6 separate regions of the Mus musculus genome follow, and all the other regions are linked to region 5. A link is a contact called in public Hi-C, HiChIP or PLAC-seq and promoter capture Hi-C data. All regions are on one chromosome and are shown on one strand. Each heading gives the region's core, a stretch centred on a gene start, on an enhancer-like site or on the middle of the called end of the contact. The rest is flanking DNA. Distances are from core to core; before and after follow the strand shown.

Evidence for each region. Promoter capture Hi-C pulls out the DNA fragments that hold promoters and counts their contacts. A called contact is a pair of places that touch in the nucleus more often than the background predicts. HiChIP or PLAC-seq counts read pairs in DNA pulled down with a chosen protein or histone mark. Capture Hi-C pulls out chosen DNA fragments and counts their contacts.
Region 1: a promoter capture Hi-C map of pre-B cells shows a contact between it and region 5, with 3 times the contacts expected there. The contact joins the promoter of Mllt6 here to the promoter of Casc3 in region 5. A contact is called at or near these places in 2 of 39 promoter capture datasets (hippocampal neurons and pre-B cells).
Region 2: a contact with region 5 is called in a promoter capture Hi-C map of second pharyngeal arch cranial neural crest, with 5 times the contacts expected there. The contact joins the promoter of Gast here to the promoter of Casc3 in region 5. A contact is called at or near these places in 7 of 39 promoter capture datasets (the 3T3-L1 cell line, cranial neural crest, embryonic stem cells and 3 more), 1 of 484 Hi-C or Micro-C datasets (the N1E-115 cell line) and 6 of 115 datasets of contacts at active chromatin or transcription factors (embryonic forebrain, embryonic stem cells, forebrain and 2 more).
Region 3: a promoter capture Hi-C map of liver shows a contact between it and region 5, with 2.5 times the contacts expected there. The contact joins the promoter of Psmb3 here to the promoter of Casc3 in region 5. A contact is called at or near these places in 4 of 39 promoter capture datasets (hippocampal neurons, liver and pre-B cells) and 1 of 9 other capture datasets (liver).
Region 4: a contact with region 5 is called in a Hi-C map of B cells, with 6 read pairs. The contact joins the promoter of Mrpl45 here to the promoter of Casc3 in region 5. A contact is called at or near these places in 2 of 39 promoter capture datasets (liver and pre-B cells) and 1 of 484 Hi-C or Micro-C datasets (B cells).
Region 6: an H3K27ac HiChIP or PLAC-seq map of microglia shows a contact between it and region 5, with 5 times the contacts expected there. The contact joins the promoter of Lasp1 here to the promoter of Casc3 in region 5. A contact is called at or near these places in 2 of 39 promoter capture datasets (hippocampal neurons and liver) and 1 of 115 datasets of contacts at active chromatin or transcription factors (microglia).

Annotation. Positions count from the first base shown.
Region 1 is chr11:97,662,016-97,664,715 of GRCm38.p6, reverse strand. Mllt6 (myeloid/lymphoid or mixed-lineage leukemia; translocated to, 6) reads right to left here and starts at 1,304. Exons shown (of 20, transcript NM_139311.2): 1 at 1,036-1,304. The coding sequence starts at 1,144.
Region 2 is chr11:100,333,001-100,335,700 of GRCm38.p6, reverse strand. Gast (gastrin) reads right to left here and starts at 1,294. Exons shown (of 3, transcript NM_010257.4): 1 at 1,243-1,294.
Region 3 is chr11:97,702,048-97,704,747 of GRCm38.p6, reverse strand. Psmb3 (proteasome (prosome, macropain) subunit, beta type 3) reads right to left here and starts at 1,314. Exons shown (of 6, transcript NM_011971.4): 1 at 1,258-1,314; 2 at 776-960. The coding sequence starts at 1,260. n-TNgtt8 (a tRNA gene) reads left to right here and starts at 2,226; the gene lies at 2,226-2,299. It also overlaps a transcript of Pcgf2 not described here.
Region 4 is chr11:97,314,317-97,317,032 of GRCm38.p6, reverse strand. Mrpl45 (mitochondrial ribosomal protein L45) reads right to left here and starts at 1,317. Exons shown (of 8, transcript NM_025927.4): 1 at 1,094-1,317; 2 at 109-286. The coding sequence starts at 1,159.
Region 5 is chr11:98,808,495-98,811,194 of GRCm38.p6, reverse strand. It overlaps Casc3 (cancer susceptibility candidate 3), which reads right to left and starts at 1,387. Exons shown (of 14, transcript NM_138660.2): 1 at 1,104-1,387; 2 at 709-736; 3 at 260-297. The coding sequence starts at 1,331. It overlaps Gm12359 (predicted gene 12359), which reads left to right and starts at 1,106. Exons shown (of 3, transcript NR_033551.1): 1 at 1,106-1,519.
Region 6 is chr11:97,798,247-97,800,946 of GRCm38.p6, reverse strand. It overlaps Lasp1 (LIM and SH3 protein 1), which reads right to left and starts at 1,382. Exons shown (of 7, transcript NM_010688.5): 1 at 1,085-1,382. The coding sequence starts at 1,153. n-TCgca51 (a tRNA gene) reads left to right here and starts at 1,970; the gene lies at 1,970-2,041.

The DNA.
Region 1 (2,700 bases), core at 55-2,554, 1.1 Mb after region 5:
AGAGTCCTTGACCTTAAACTTCCAAAGATCCTCCATTCTCATCCCACCCCTCTCCCTTTTTTCTGGACCTGAATTCCTCCCCCTCCCCCCCCCCCCCCCCCGCCGCCTCTGCCCTGACCAGTCCCCTAGGCACCAGAACAAGAAATAGTCATGATTGTAACACGTTTTGTTGTTATGAGGGGAGGGGGGGTGCTTCTTAAAGGGCCAGTAAGGGATAAGCCAAGGAAGTCGGGGGTTCAAGGACCTCATCTTCTGCCTCTGTCACACGTACAGGTCAAAAGTGAAAACAGAGGGCAGGTGCGGGGCAGGTACCCAGAGGAGAGTGGCGGGAAAGGCCCGCAGCCACAGCATTAAGGGTTGTCTTGGGAAGGGGGGTGGTGGTGGTTGCCTGTGCCAGACAGGCGGAGATGCCAGCCTGCGCCCTCGGCAAGATTCCTTAAGGAGTTAACTCCCGAACCATGTGCGGCGGCAGGGGGAAACTCCAAACCTCTCTCTCCTCCATTCCGGCCCCCTGTAAAACCGCTCTCCCAGCCTCAGCTCTTCCCCGGAGGGTTTCAGGATCCCTTCTCCCGTGGGACCCTTCTCCTCCCTTCCCAATTCCGCTCCTCCCAGTATCCGGAAGCGAAGGGGGATGACCCCCCCTTGACCTCTTCCTCCCGGAGCGGGAACCAAAATAAACCGGGCGGGAGGGGGGGTTACCTCGCAGGTAAACATTCCCGGGACAGCCCTGACACCGGCGGTGCGGGGCTCAGGGAGTTCACTCCTTGCGCCCTGGACTCTCCCCAAAACTCCTTCAACTTGGGGTGGGGGGCGCGGGACTGAACAATAGGCAAGAAAACAATGCCTGACCCGGTCCTGGAGGACCAGGCTGGGGATGGGGGGGAGCCCACGCCGCCTTTCGCTTCAGGTGGGTGGGGGAGGGGCAGGCGCCCCAGGAGGGCTCCGGAGGGCGCGGCCGAGGGCACCCCGTGCGCGCGCCGCCCCGGGGTCCCGCAGCTCCCCCCCCCCCGCCGGCCGTCTCCCCCCTCCCCTTACCTTGGTGGACGGCCACGCTGCACGCGTGCCCATCGCAGTAGACCAGCGGGTTTTCGGCCCAGCCCCTCTCGTCCGAACATACGCAGCAGCCTCCTACCATCTCCTTCATACTCCCATGAGCTCCCTCCGGGGCTGGGGCTGGGGGCCGGCCGGCGGGGGTCGGGGGTCAGGGGGGGAGGGAGGGAGCGGGGGCCGCGCGCCTCCTCGCCCCCTCCTCCGCCGCCGCCGCCGCCGCTTCTTTTCTTTGCCTCCTCCTTCCTCCTCCTCGGCGTCCTCCTCCTCCTCCTCGCTCGCTCTGTCTGGCCGCCCCCCCCGCCGTGCTCTCGCCCTCATGCCCCGACGGGCCCCCCCCCCCCAACAATGAGACTCGCGCGCCGCGCTCCCCTTCCGCGCCGCTCGCCGGCTACCAGAGCCGCCCGGCCGCGGTGCAAGCAGGGCCCGGCGGGGGAGGCGCCGAGTGGCACATCGCGGGCGCCCGCCCGCCCCGCGCCGCCCGCTCACGCGCCGCCCCCCCGGCCCCCCTGCCCGGCCGCGGCAGCCATGGCCGCGCGCCTCCGCTCGCTCGCTCGCTCCCGGCCCGCCCGCCGCCGGGTAAAGTCTTAGGTTCAGGGAACAAAGCCTGGCTTGGTAGGGAGCTTTTCGCTCGTGCGCTCAGTGCAGCTTTCCCCGTCTTTTCTTTTTCCCTTTATGACTCTAGGTGGGTAGTTCCCGAGTCCTCCCCTCCGTGTCACACTTTGGGTCTCCGGTCTCCCATCCCCCTTCTCTGGGTGTTCTTCAACCCTAGGGAAATCTAGGGAAGATGAAAAAAACCAGGGCTCTTAAAAAGAACTGGAGCGATGTTAAACCATTTACCCGTGCTTGTTCTTGGAATGGGAATGGTGTCTCTGGATGGCAGCTCATGGGTGCTGTCCCTGGAGGTCACTCTGGAGGGTAGACAATGCCACGTGTAAACTTTTACTTACTTTACAAATCTTTTTTGTTAGTTTGAGACAGGATCACCAGTAGCTCCGGTTAGCCTCGAACTCACCACTTAGTGAAGGATGACCTTGAACTCCCAATTCTGCCTCTGCCACCAAAGTGCTAGAGTAAAGGCGTGCACCACCACGCCCCGCACAAAAATTTGTTGAATGCTAGAGTCGGCTGCGCGCCAGAGTAGAGGTATTCCTGCCCTCCAGGAACTTCCCTTTGAAGTCTTCAATGTCAAGGTCTCTAGGCACCTTAGGGGTACAATGAGGTACCCCACCTTAATTCAAGATCTCTGTTCTAAGTCGTAACTCCACCCCTAGCCTCAGGGCGTGCCTTGCGTTTTAAAGTGAGTAAAGCTGCCTCGGAAGTGCTTGCCAACAGAATCACGCCTTGACTTCTGGGCAGGTATAGAATCACAGTAGCGTACAAAAACGCACCACGAAGGATTAAAGTCCCCGAAATTGGGTCTAGGGTTTGATGGAAAGCGACCCAAGACTTCCCCCAGACTGGTATAAGCCCAAAGACGAGATCTGATTCCCCTTTTTTCTTTGCAAGGGGAAAGACGGCGCCCCCACAGGGACCAAAGGTCAAATACCCCCTCAGCGGGAGGTTGGGTGGCAGAGGGGAGAAGGCAGCCCTGGGGGCTTCATCCACACTTCAAAGACCTCTAGGCCGGGAACGCTTCCTGGGGGGGAGGGG
Region 2 (2,700 bases), core at 45-2,544, 1.5 Mb before region 5:
AAATGTGTATTAAAAGATATTAGAAAAAAACAAAAACAAAAACGCCAGGCATAGTGGCGCATGCCTTTAATCCCAGCACTCAGGAGGCAGAGGCAGGCAGATTTCTGAGTTCGAGGCCAGCCTGGTCTACAAAGTGAGTTCCAGGACAGCCAGGGTCTTACAGAGAAACCCTGTCTCGAAAAACTAAAAAAAAAATATATTAGAGGCTGTGAGTGTTGGCACATGCTTTCAAACCCAACACTCAGGAAGCAGAGGCAGGCGGATCTCTGAGTTCAAGGCCAGCCTGGTCTCTACTGGTCTCTATATAGAGCTAGTTGCAGGACAGGCAGGGTGGTACTAGAGAAACCCTATCTTGAAAAAAACAAAAAAACAAAAAACAACCAAACAACAACAACCAAAAAAAAACCTTAAAAATATTAGCTTCTTATGACAAAATTCTCAAATGAGATGTTCTGAGGGAGAGAAATATTTGTGGCTAATAAAGAAATGTTGAAAATCGCAGCTGGACTTGCTGGCTCCTGTTTCTGTCTCAGTACTTGGGAGGCTGAGGCAGGATTGCCTCACTCTCAAGGTTCTGTGAGTGCTAGGCAAACCAGGGCTAGAGTGATACCCTTCCAAAAAGAAAGAATGAATGAAAAGGGGGAAAAAATCAATGCTATAGACAATTGTTCTGTCCAATATGAGCCATACAGCTTGATAAATATGGCAGTCACTAGTTATTTGTGTCTCCTTACATTTGAATGAATTGCTATACAATTTTTCCACCTTTGAACTAGCCACATGATAAGTACTCCTGTGGCTAATGGCTGCTATATAGGAAAGTGCGGATTTAAAGCATTCTCATTATTGCAGAATTTTCTTTTAGGTAGCACTGGCCTAGGAAAGGGCTTGCGACGGGACCCAGAGCTGTGAGTTCCAGTCTTAGCACGTCCTGTCTTCTAGACTTCAGTTTTCTCATCTTAGCAATGGGGGATAGGCCCTCACTTGCTCATCTCCCTGGCTGGCAGGAGCCCCAGGATCATGGCTGGGTTCTAAGTGAAGCAGAAAGGCAGGCGGGAATCACGGACAACAGTGTGGCCTTAGAACTGCGACTCAGTTCCTTCCACTCTGGGCCAAGCAAGGGACCCCATCTCTGGAGACACCATGGCCTGGAGCCTCTAAAGGCAGGGGGCTTGTCAATTCTCATCCTTGCTGTCCCTTCCCTCCCCTCCCTTTCCCTCTTTTCCCTTCCCAATTTCTCACCCACAGAGCTGGGGAATAGTTGGCTGTTGTGGCGCTGGGTCAGCTCTGCTCTGTGCGCTGCTCCAGGTCTGCCTTATAAAGCCCTCGAGGTTCCTCCCAAACCCTCCTTCCAGGTGAGGCCAGACTCCCCACAGCAAGAGAAATGGGCCTGGAATGTAGGTTCAACCTGTCACTCTGCCCCACCCTGTCACAGAGCTGTCAATCAATTAGTTATTTATTCAGAATATGGGGAAAGGGAAGGGCTGAAACAGGGAGGAGACAGACAGGAGACAGATTCCCTGGGCTCCAGAGCAGCTCATTCTACTGTATGCCTTGGGCCATCGGCTTCCTAGTCTTCTATTGGACTACATCCCATGGGGCGGGGCTGAGAGGAGAGGGAAGGGAGAGAATGAATGAGAATCAAATGACCAATGTGCGCATATGTTGATGTTTGATGAACAGGTAGTGTATGCATGTAGGCTGACTTATTGATCCCTGTCCCCTCCATTGGGCTTTGCAAACAGGATATCATTGTCATAGTTATCAGGAGCAATGGGCCATGGGCTGATGGGCTTGCTCTTTCTGTTGAGATTCTCATGTTGGTTGCCTTGGAACCCTTTTATGCTCCTGTTACCATGGAAAACCCTCAGCATCTCTTGTCTATGCCCTCTATGTTGGGCGGGATCTGCCCAACACTCTTGGACCCACTCCTTGGGTTTGCACCTAATCAGACCTCTAGCCAGCCCCCTACTGGGAGCCAGTTCCTTGAGGACCTTGTGTTTCAAGACTCTTCCATGTTGCTTTCAGGGGTAGGTTGTGATTTGCATAAAGAATTCATAACATTGCAACAAAAAAATTACATCTTAAAGTGGTTAGTGAACGAAGGCATTTTTTCAAAGATGTACCGGGAAAGAAAAATGATACATTTCTTGGTTTATTTGATAAACTTCCACCTGAATGTGGTTTGCAAGGTTATAACAATCTCTAGACTTTTTTTTCCATAACTGAGATGAGACATTTGCTCTCATGTATGCGTCATTGGGCCCCCTTTCCTGTCTTGAGGAGCTTTGATGTCCCTTGGGTCTTGTATAAGGGCAGTGGTACCCACGCTCGCAACCAGCCTTGCTGAGAATTAACAGGTGATGAAGGATGCAGGCTGCACTGTGGCCATGGCAACCAGCACCCAAATGTTCTAGTGAATAACCACTCTAATACAGAGCAGGACACGGTGACTCAGCAGATGGAATAAGAAAAAAATAAAAATAAAAAGAAGAAGAAGAGGAGGAGGAGGAGGAGACAAAACGCAGTACAGGCATTGACAGTAATTAATTGAAACACAAAAATCTCAGAGATAGAAGGTATTGGAGGGGGTTGGGAGGAAGGACATGGTAAGAGCAGCTCTTCTCACGTCCTGGGGGGGATGGAGATGCTGGTGTTGCTATGGTAACAGGAAATTACAAGCTTTCCAGAGAGCTAGGT
Region 3 (2,700 bases), core at 65-2,564, 1.1 Mb after region 5:
ATAAATGTAGAGGCTGGAGAGATGGCTCAGGCATGAAGAGCACTGACTGCTCTTCCAGCTTTCTATCCCCAGCACCCACATGGTGGCTCACAACCACCTGTAATTCAAGCTGGGTCATGAGGGTTGCTGGGGGGGAAGGTTGTCCAACAATCTCTTCTAGCCTCTGCAGTCACTGCACACATGTGGTGCACAGACACACATACACGTAAAATAATAATCAATGAATTGTGTTTTTAAAGTTCCCACCACCAACCACAGCGATCAGAACCAGCACACTGGGGCCATCACAGACAACCCGTTTCCCCTCTCAGACCCTCCCATCACTCAAATCACATAAGCACTGTCAACTAGGTAAGTAAAGTGGGCAGTTAAAACCCAACAGCTCATCATGGTTAGTTATCGTTCGGTATGTCTGCTTTGCCAGCCGCCTACTGGTTTAGCGAGTGCCCACGGTCTTTAGAAAGACCTACAGTAGGATTCTGGCTGACGTTCATTACTGTGCATCTTGAAGGAAGGTCTCAATTTTTTTTTCAATTGCAGAATGAGACGGCTCGCCAGTAATATTAAGACGGTGATTAAGGGACTCCCTAACAAAAATGCTTCTTCACAAAGAGCAGAGCACAAGGTAATGCCAGAAAAACATAGGTTAGGACCCATCTCCGTAACGCTGTGGTGTTCAGCTGAGTCTCACACTCAATCGTGGCTTTTGGCAGATGGCTGATATCGGGCTGCTCAACGAAGAAACCTGGGTGAAGGTGGGGCTGGAGACACTTACACTGTCTGGACGTCAGTGGCCAGGCCGGCCAGGCCTATGTAGAGCCTGTCACCCATGGGAAAGATCTTCTGGAAGTCCGTGGTCACCATCTGGGCCTGGATCCCGAAACGTCTGTCTGCAGCGATGGCCACACAGTTCTTTCCCTTCATGGCCATGACGGCCCCTCCATTATAGGACATAATAGACTGGGGACAAACAAATCAAGGGGCTCAGTTCGTGGAGCTAAGTGGGACCATAACCTTCACATCAGTTCTGGTCCCCAAAGCTCATATACCCGTGCCCTCCACTCCGGAGGAGCCAGGACGCCAGGAGCTCCAGCCCTGAGATGGGCCCGGTGGGGCACCCAGGAACCGCACTCATCTGCACGGTACTCCCATGTGCATTCTACTGACCACCAGGCTCTCCCCGTCCCGAACCCAAGCACTACTCGTCCTTGCTTTCAGTTCCCATCCCAGACTCCTTTCCTTACTCCCCGATCTCACCATGATTGCGCTGGAGTGGAAGCCCGATCCCCACAGCGTTGCCTGCAAACCGGCTCTGGCTTTCTCAGGGTCAACGCTCTTGCCGAATCCTCCCCATTGGCTGGCGGGCCGACTCGGATTGACTAGTTCAGCTTTCTATTGGACACTCATGCCGTCAGTCACAAATATGCATAGTTTGGTTGAGACACCAAAACGGAGGTATGGAAAGCGGAAAGTGAAAAGTCACTGTGAGTGCGGAAGAGCCTACGGTCCGGGGCATGTTGGGATCTTGGCGGACCTGGAGTTCGGGCCATCCCGTTTAGGGGCGGAGTTTGCAACACGTGGGCTTGGGACAGGCCTTGTGGGGCTGGTGCTGTAAGCAGAGTAGGTAAGCTGGCGCTTACCGTGGTGCTGCAGGAGTTAGGCATTTTACTCAAGCTACCCGACTTCCAGTGTTCATTCACAAATCCTTACTGTTCACCGGGATTTTTGCAGGCGCCAATTAACCTATCGGCACCGAGTATACCGAAGGCGCCCATTCTTTGCAGAATGGGAAGATCGTGCCGAGGGTTCGTGCTAGGAGGGTTTAGTTCCAGAATGGAGCTTTTGTTTTGTTTTACGGGAGTGAGCTACAGGTTGTTCAGCGTTTGGAGTCTCTCACTCCCAATCCCTGCTGGCCGACAGACGTAGCCCTAAGTCTCTGTTCACTCTACAAAGGAACGTTCTGTGCCACATCCTAGACACTGACCGAGGATAGCCTGGGCCAACGGCTCCAGGGCAGCCCAGGTGGGACGTGTGCATCCCTTGCTTTCCCTTCCCTTGCACAACCACTGTTCCCTCCGCCACAGCCTCGATTCGCTGTTCTTCGAGATCAGATTTTGTTCCGCTGGGTTTCTAAGCTACTGTAACTGCTTGCGTCGTGACTGGTCTTGCGCCATATCGGCTCAGTACTATTGACTCGGCTCTCTGCCTCACAAACAACTGTCACCGTCTCTGTGGCGCAATCGGTTAGCGCGTTCGGCTGTTAACCGAAAGGTTGGTGGTTCGAGCCCACCCAGGGACGGTCTCGGCCTTTTTTTTTTTTTTTTAAATCGCAAATGCTCCAAAGCCACATTCGGTACCGAGGTACCAGAAGCAATAATTGTGATACACCAACCCAGATGGTCACTGTATTTAGAAATCCGTCTATGGTCAGTGAATGGATCTATCCCTAACGTCTCCTCACCACCTCTCACTATTCTTTCTCCCAATCAGGATGACAGAAAGGCAAAGCCAAGTTTCTGTCTCACTGCCATGTTTAACAATGCAATTTTCCTTGGATTAAGAATAAATTTTGCTGCGGAGGTTGGACAGCTTCCCATTGTCTGCATCAGTGGACGATAGCAACTTGAAAGAGGAAATCTGTCCCGGTGGATGGAAACAGTCAGGAAAAAAACCACAGGAACAAAGTGAGGGATAAAAGAG
Region 4 (2,716 bases), core at 68-2,567, 1.5 Mb after region 5:
TCCAGCCCCACTTAGTGGTTAATTTATTGCTATCAATCAGAGTCTAAAGCATACACCAGACCTCTGACAATAGAGAACTGAACCAGGATCCCAGAAATAGTTCCTTACCTGTACAGGCCAAATGTATAGGGCGCTCCAACCGTTCCTGTGGAATGACCAATCCCGCTTTCCTGGCATACTCCAAAAACTCCTTCTCTGTTTTGTACTTGGGTTCAGGAGTTGGGGGTCTAAAACGGCTTTTGGTTTTAACTTGAACTACAGTTGTGGACTGAGTCACCAGAATGGGCTGGGAGATGAAAAAAAAAAGTTAGCGTATAGGTGATTTGGAAAGGATAAATCTATCTTGAGCAAACTGTTTGCAAAGTCTTATAGAAAGACATCCCATTAAAGAATGCTTCAGGAGTTATGAAATGACTATTATGGAGAAACGATATTACTTTTTGAACACCTAGGGATGGCTTTTGCCACAAGCCAATTAATAACCTGTATTCACATCAATCAACAGTAAAAACTTTCCTTTAATACATTCTGCAGTACTACTGTATACAGAGATGATTAAAGCAGAGGTCCTAGTGCCAAAGAACTTTCAGTTTAATTGTAAACCTCACTTAACCCATTTCTGAAAAGAGTGGAATGCTATTACTAAAGCATTAAACAAGATCTCCCTGGCATTTCCCCCACACTTCTGTTTTGCTTTTTCAGAAGCAAATTGCTTCTAGCTCCTAACTGACCAATAAACTTTTACGAAGTCAGGTGACCTTTTCCCTCTAGGATAAGACAAAACTCCTATCCTTTTCAAAAAAAAATTTTTTAAGAATGTAAAAGAGCTGGTTCATCTTCCAAGCCATTACTTTCCTTTTTAACATCTTCTCTCCAAAGACTAGAATTAACGTAAAGAAGCTTAATGCTCAGCCTCGTCTAGGCTGTCTAGAGAGACTTGTCTAGAGGGGATCGCATACACCTCAAATTCTTCTCCAGATGAAGTCTGACTCGTATGGTCCAAACTCAGCAACGCCCACAGCATGATTATTCCCCTCTACTCTATCCTCCTCTTTGTGTCCCTAAAAATTTCATTCGCTTCATTTCTACCCACCTGCCGAGACCACCATCCCAAAGTCCTGTATAAGGAGGACAAGCCCCGAGGTACGGGGGCCGCCATTTTGCTCGCGCAAAGGCCGCCGGGATGCTAGCCTAGCCGCAGATCACCGAGCCGGAGAAAAGGCGCAGAGGGCGGAGCGAGCTGGGGAGTGGAATTTTCCAGGGCGCGCGCCCCAGGCCGAAAGGTGAGTCGCGCGCACGCGCACGCTCTCCAGGGGAGGGGCGCGCGGGCACGCGCAGTGGGTTCGCGCGTGCGCAATGAAACCACTTTGGAAGTAGGGTAAACCGCACGGCTGTCACGCGCCAGTCGGAGACGGGGAGAGCCAGCTGCGCCTGCGCAGGAGGCTTCTGTGGGACTCTGGTTGCTGCATTCCTGGTTCCTTAACACATTGTTACACCTTATTTACAATCGGTGAAAAAAACGAAAAAGTGCTTCCCTCTGAAATCAGAAGCCTTTAAGATAAGTGTTTTCTTTCATTACAAGGAATTCACTGGAGGTATTTAGGGCGAAAATGATAGTTTCTGGGTGTGTTTCTGACCTCAAAATGCAGTATAACCTTAAACCTTTAACCAACCTAGTTTTCTATGTGAAAATTCTTTCATACCTTTCCGTTAGGGAAGCTGACCGCTGTGATTACTGAAAAGCAAAAGGCACGTGGGTTAACAAGAATCTGTCATTTCCCAAAACATATCATTTCCAAAAATACCACTTACCAAATTTGGTAATAACTGGTATTTCAAAATTGTTTACTAGGCGCCTGGCAATTTAAGCATTTTACATATATCAACTTAATCCTCACCACAAGCAATAAATATTCCTGCTTTTACATATATGGTTGGGCCAGAGATACTAAATATGTAATTCAAATTTAAACAAATAATTGGCAGAACTGAGAGTCAGGTACATAGAGTTTAACAACTCCAAAATCGCTTCACATTCAGTGGTTAAAGGAATCCCAGTGTGATAACCAGGTCATCCTGGAGCCACACAGACTATGTAACACATCCTAACCCATGTCTGCCTGGCCTCTGCTCAGTTTCTCGGCTACTGCAAGCTAATTCCCTATCAGTACCTAATATGATTTGGTTCACTCTGAGATGGATTCTTAGGTGGTCACTGTTACTTTTGATTAGCTGTTTTGGAAAATTTGAGGCATGGTGGCGCACCCCTTTAGTCCCAGCACTCGGGAGGCAGAGACAGGCAGATTTCTGAGTTCGAGGCCAGCCTGGTCTACAAAGAGAGTTCCAGGACAGCCAGGGCTACACAGAGAAAACCCTCCCTCAGAAAAATACAAACAAACAAAAACTAAAAAAGAAAATAGAAACTATAGAGATGGCTCAGGTGTTAAGAGTCCTTGCTGGGCTGGTGAGATGGCTCAGTGGGTAAGAGCACCCGACTGCTCTTCTGAAGGTCAGGAGTTCAAATCCCAGCAACCACATGGTGGCTCACAACCATCCGTAACAAGATCTGACTCCCTTTTCTGGAGTGTCTGAGGACAGCTACAGTGTACTTACATTAAATAAATAAATCTTAAAAAAAAAAAAAAAAAAGAGTCCTTGCTGCTCTGGCAGAGGACCCAAGTTCGGGTCCCAGCATCCACATGGTGACGCATATGCC
Region 5 (2,700 bases), core at 138-2,637:
TTCTTTACTGAGAATAAATCAACTAAGTGTAACCTGTCCCTTCAAGAGGTGTGGCTTCAAGTTGCAGTCATTAACCGGGCAAGGCTGGAATTAAAGACATGTGCCACCATCACCAGACTTCTAACAGACTTTTAAAAGCACACGAGAAGAATGTATAAGAGAAGCAAGTCAGGGAATTTTTGTACCACACAGCTAGAGGTTTTTTTAAAGAGACATTTTCTGACTTACGCCATAAGGAAAAAGAATCTATCACACTCACTTCTGAATCTTCTGCACTTTCATAATCGGAAAGAACAGCTGAAAGGAAAAGACAAATTATGTGATATGTAATAACATAAACGTTTGTTACTACATTTCTGACAGTTCGTTTTGGGCCAGGCAAACATCCTCACTTAATTTGTGGACGCAGCAACTTTCTGGGGCAGATAAAATTATAGTTTCTGTTGACAGATGGAGAACTTTGGGACCACACTGACGAAAAACTATGCTGTTGTCAGGTGTTATTCTAAGTCACCACAGTGCACTCAATCTGTCACCTTCCAAAAAGGAACCAAACCAAACAAGCATGCTCATCATCACCATGACACAAACGCCACTCCCGGGGAACGCTCTCCAAAAACCCCTAACAAACCGAGAAAGACCCAGTGTAAGATATACATGGCCTTAATTTACATCCACAAGAATTCAAGATAAAGTAAAATTACTCACCATCTCCTTCCATGCCATCTTCACTCTCCTGGGAGGAAGAAGATCACACAGGTTAGAGTTGGTGATTTCCAGACGCGGGGAGCCCACCCGCAGATAACCGTGAGGGACGACTGAAGAATCAACACAGATGGTTGGGTAGGAATATGGGGCAAGATAAATCTTCAGAAGTCACATCGAGAATGGCGGTTCTCTACATCCCAGCCCCAGTTTCCGTGTAAACATTGCACGCCCTGAGCTCAGAAACCACCCAGTCCTCCTTCCCCGGGGCTCTGGGTGGATGCAGATTCGCAGCGGGACAACCTTTCTTTCCCTCTAAGAGGAGGCCCGGCATCTCACAGCATCTCCAGCCCGCCCCCTGCCGGGTCGCCGCCCTGGACCGCCCGCCGCTCACTCACACACTCAGACTCCTCGGCGCTCTTGGCGCCCCCGCTCTCCACCCGCCGCAGGTGAAGGCCCCCGCCGCGGCCGCCGCGCTGAGAAGGCAGCGAGCCACTGCCGCCGCCTCCGACGCTCCCGCTGCAGCTGCCGCCGCCCCGCGCCGGAGAGCCGCTGTCGGAACCCGAAGCCCCGGATTCCTCGTCCTCCGTGTCCTGGGAAGCGCGCTGCCGCCGCCGGTCCGCCATCTTACGGAGAACGGCCACCGCTGGTCAGCTCCTTACGCACCACGCCCGCCGCGGAGGCTGCCGGGAAGCTCGAGACTCCGGAGTCCCAGCGTGCTTCACGTCCAGGGAGGGCCGCCCTTCTTTCCGCGGGGCGGGGCCTGCACCCTGCGGCACGTTTTCTGGAGAGCGAGATGACGTCTGTCGGTGATGTAAGGAGGCGTGGCCTAGCGCTTTATTTCCCCACACCCCCACACCCCTAGCCCCGGCGGGCGGAGGGCGCCTGGGAGCGGGGCTATTGCATCCTCTTCGGGTTCTTAGCTCGGCCATCTTGGACTTTCCTTGGGGAGGGTTTCGAGCTCTTCTAGCTCCAGTGCGACGTTGGAGCAATTGCATGATTTTCGTTTTCCATTGCTCGCTTTCCCCTGAATTCTATACAGAACATTTTACTGTATTCCTTCGCATGGTTAAAAATCACGAGTCCAGGTGAAAAAGCCTTTAGTCCTGCGTCAGTTGCCAGCTCTTCACCTCAGTCTAAATTTAGGGGAAAGGAGAAACTGCAGTGGGGACAGAACTTAGTATTGCGGTGTTTCCTGGGTGTATTCAAAATCTCCTTTCTCCATGTGTCTTCCTAACCTAGTTATCTCATTTTGAGAACTGAAGGTTGGAAGGACACTAGTCTTACTATGCTTTTAAAACATCAGAGCTGGATCACCCTTGACTAGTTAAGAGGCTAGTTTTGGACCCTCTCTGCCCCTTCAATGTCTCGAGGTATTAGTTTCAAATCCTGGTGCATTGTTACTCTACAGAGAATGCTTTGGGTATGCATTTATCAGCAGTGAAAGAAAACTCAGCACAACTACCTTGCAGCAACATATAGTTTGTAAGCTAATTTATTACTGCATATTGTTAATATACATCAAATAGATGAGTTAAGAGGACTCTGAGCTGTTTTCATAAATAGCTAAAGGTCCCCACTGCTTACCAGATCTATAAACAGTATGAGACTCCAAGGAATCATGACTGTCTGCAGGGACTGATTCAACTGGTGACAGGTGGCCAAATGTATCATGGAGTTCAGCTCCAGAAACAACTGCCTGAACTCAAAATGGAGGATGCATGATTTAATAAGTGTGAAAGGCATAAGAATCTTATCCATCACAATCTAAAATGGTGCAGCAAGACTGCCAAGTTGAGTGTCTAAATAAGGACAAGGATAGCATGCCACTTTGTCCTTTAGTTGTTTGGTCGGAATCCAGCTTGGGATGTTTTTTTTCTTTTTTCTTTTTTTTTTTTTTTTTTAAGAAAATCTATGACCTCAAGCTAGCCTTTTCATCACTCGGGACCCACCAGCTTCAGCCTCCCCAGATGCAGGCTATGAGGGGACAATACC
Region 6 (2,700 bases), core at 133-2,632, 1.0 Mb after region 5:
AAGAGAAGAAACGGGTTGTCTTAGACTTTATGGGGTTCAGAACAAGGCAGAAGGGTCCCATCTCAAACTGTACCGGAAACACCCAGATCTACCCTTCAGTCCCCCTTGCAAAAGTGTAATGGCAAACAGATGATCGGGTCCAGCCTGGGCCGGGGGATGCGTAAGAGCCCCTAGGGGCCAGCTGATTTCCAGAAGGCTACCCCCCTCCTCTTAAAAAACTCCTTTTCGTCTGCTTCCTCAGAACTCGGCCAATCCCACCCTCCATCGGAGAAAACAGCTCTGAAAAGTTAGCTCTTTGTTCTCTAAGCTGGTCTCCAGGCTGAGCACAATTTCAGATCTCCAAGAAGCGTCCTCCCCACTCCCTACCCCGCCCAGCTCCGACTGGGCAGCCGATCACCCGGAGTGGCTTGCAATTTGAATTGGGGGTTGGGGAAGCTATGAAGGAGGTCTGCGGGTTCCCCAACCACAAAAAAAGCAAGGAGGGGACCAGCAGGTCGTTCAAAAAGAGGGGGTCTCGCAGTGAGATTCCGGCGCTGCCCCTAAATCCCTTTCACCACAATTGACACTCGCTGGACGAAGGACCCGACGCAGCTTCCAAGCCAGGAAGCCAGGCTACCGGCAGCCCAAGCCGGGCGGGTAGCGCCGGCCCCAGCCTCCGCCCCGCCCCCGCCGCCCCCTCCCCCCAGCGCCCCGCGCTTCCGCCTACTTGGCGCTGGCCGCCGCGGGGAAAGGGAGCGGCCGTCTCCCCTCTCACTCCCGGCCCGGGGGGCGGGACTGCACCTCTAACCTCCTGCACACACCCGGGGAACCCGGTTCCCTGGTGCTCTTCCGCCCTTCCTTCCAGCCCTCCTAACCTCGATGCACAGAGGCCACCCATCTCCAGCGGTGGCTGCTCACCACCTCGCCTTGGACCTCCCAGGTTCCAGACTGGGGTCTGTCCCCACACCCCAAGTCGCCTCCCGCCTTCCTTACCTGCTCTGGGGAGCGCAGGGAAGAGCCCGCAAAGACCCGGCCCCTCTTTCCTCCCCTGATGGAGAGCTGCACTAGCACTGGCTAGCTCGCAGCGCCCGGTACCCGAGCTCACCTTATCCAGACAGTTCACCTTCTCCGTGGGGTACACGATCTTGCCGCACCGGGCACAGTTAGGGTTCATGGTTCCGGGGAAAGACTGGGGCGGGGACGCCCGTATTCGCGCGCGTTCCCTTTTCCTTGGGCGAGCTGGTGGGAGGCGGCGGCTGCAACTGTGCAGGCGACGGCGACTGGAACTGGGGAACTGGCCTCCGCCTCCGCCCTCCTTCCCCTAATAAACACAGTGGGGAGGAGGGGCTGCACTGGCTAGGGCGGGGACGCGCCTCGGGCGCGGAAAGAGGCGCGCGCGACCAGGCGCGCTCCCCGGGCGACGTGGGGCTGCGTGGGGGCGGGTTCCAGGGAGGACTGCGGGACGGGAGTGCAGGAGCCCCTGAGCTCTCGGGGTGCACGTGCCCCTGGGCTCCGCGACCGAGGACGGGCCCGGGCCATGGCCCTTCCCGCGCTGGAGAAACAGACGCGAGTGTGGCAGAGCCCGATTTCCCATGAGAGGGGGCAACCCCACGCACCCGACGATGGTGGGGATAGTACAGATTCTCTAGACTGGGGGACTTTCCTTAAACCCGTGGGTCCCCAGCATCAACCTGCGGGGAAACCACCCCTTGCCCCGCCCCGCCCCCCAGCTAGTTCCCTTCCCGCCCACATCCTCTCCCACATAGGTACCTGTCCCTTTCCCTTTGGACTCAGCACCTCCGTACGTTCACCCTCCCCGCCCCTCTGCGCTGCAGCTTTCCCATGGATTCTTCGGATTCAGGCATCCTCTGCTTTCAGCTTGGCCGCCTTTGCTCTTCCATTCTTTTCTCTTGCCCCTATTCTACCTGTGTAGCAGCTGCGACAGCATCTTAAGACTGAAAAGAGATTGCTTCAAGCTGCGCGTCGGTGCGGGGGTATAGCTCAGTGGTAGAGCATTTGACTGCAGATCAAGAGGTCCCTGGTTCAAATCCGGGTGCCCCCTCAGAGTCTTTTCCTCTCTTCAATGACAATAAAAATACGTTTCAATACAAGTATGATCTTGATTCGACCCTGGGTCATTAAAACAGGTAAAAAGATAAAGGCCACTCCTCCTTTTAAATCTGAGCAGAAAAGCCTTCGTTTTGCCTCGTACCAAGCAGAAGTTGCACGACTTTATTTGATTGGCGCCAGAGTCCTGGAGATTTCTGCCCATGGTATGCTTGTGAATTTGAATTGGATTGTTCCACACTTTGGGTTCGGAAGCCAAGGTCACTCCCCAGGTTGACGGTGTGTGTCCGTTGAGGGTCAAGGGTCAATCAAAAAAGGGAAACTTGCGGACATAGCCCTTCTCCAACCTAAGCTTTCCTTTCCCTTTTTCGTTTCATTCTATGATCCTTATTATTCTATATCCTCACGTTTCATTGTGACTTGGTGACGTGGACCGAGTAAAAGCGCTCCGAGACCGTGAAACCGGGAGGAGCACTCGTCAGCTCCCTTCACTGCAAAAGAACAAGACCCCAAAGCCAAGTAATATAAATGAATGCAGTGGTTTTCACAACTTGTGCGTGCTCTAGAGTGACCTGGGGGAGGGGGGGGCTCATTAAAACGTCCCCAGTTTCCGATTGTGTAGATGCTGAGGAAGGCCTTGGCAGTTAGCTCTTT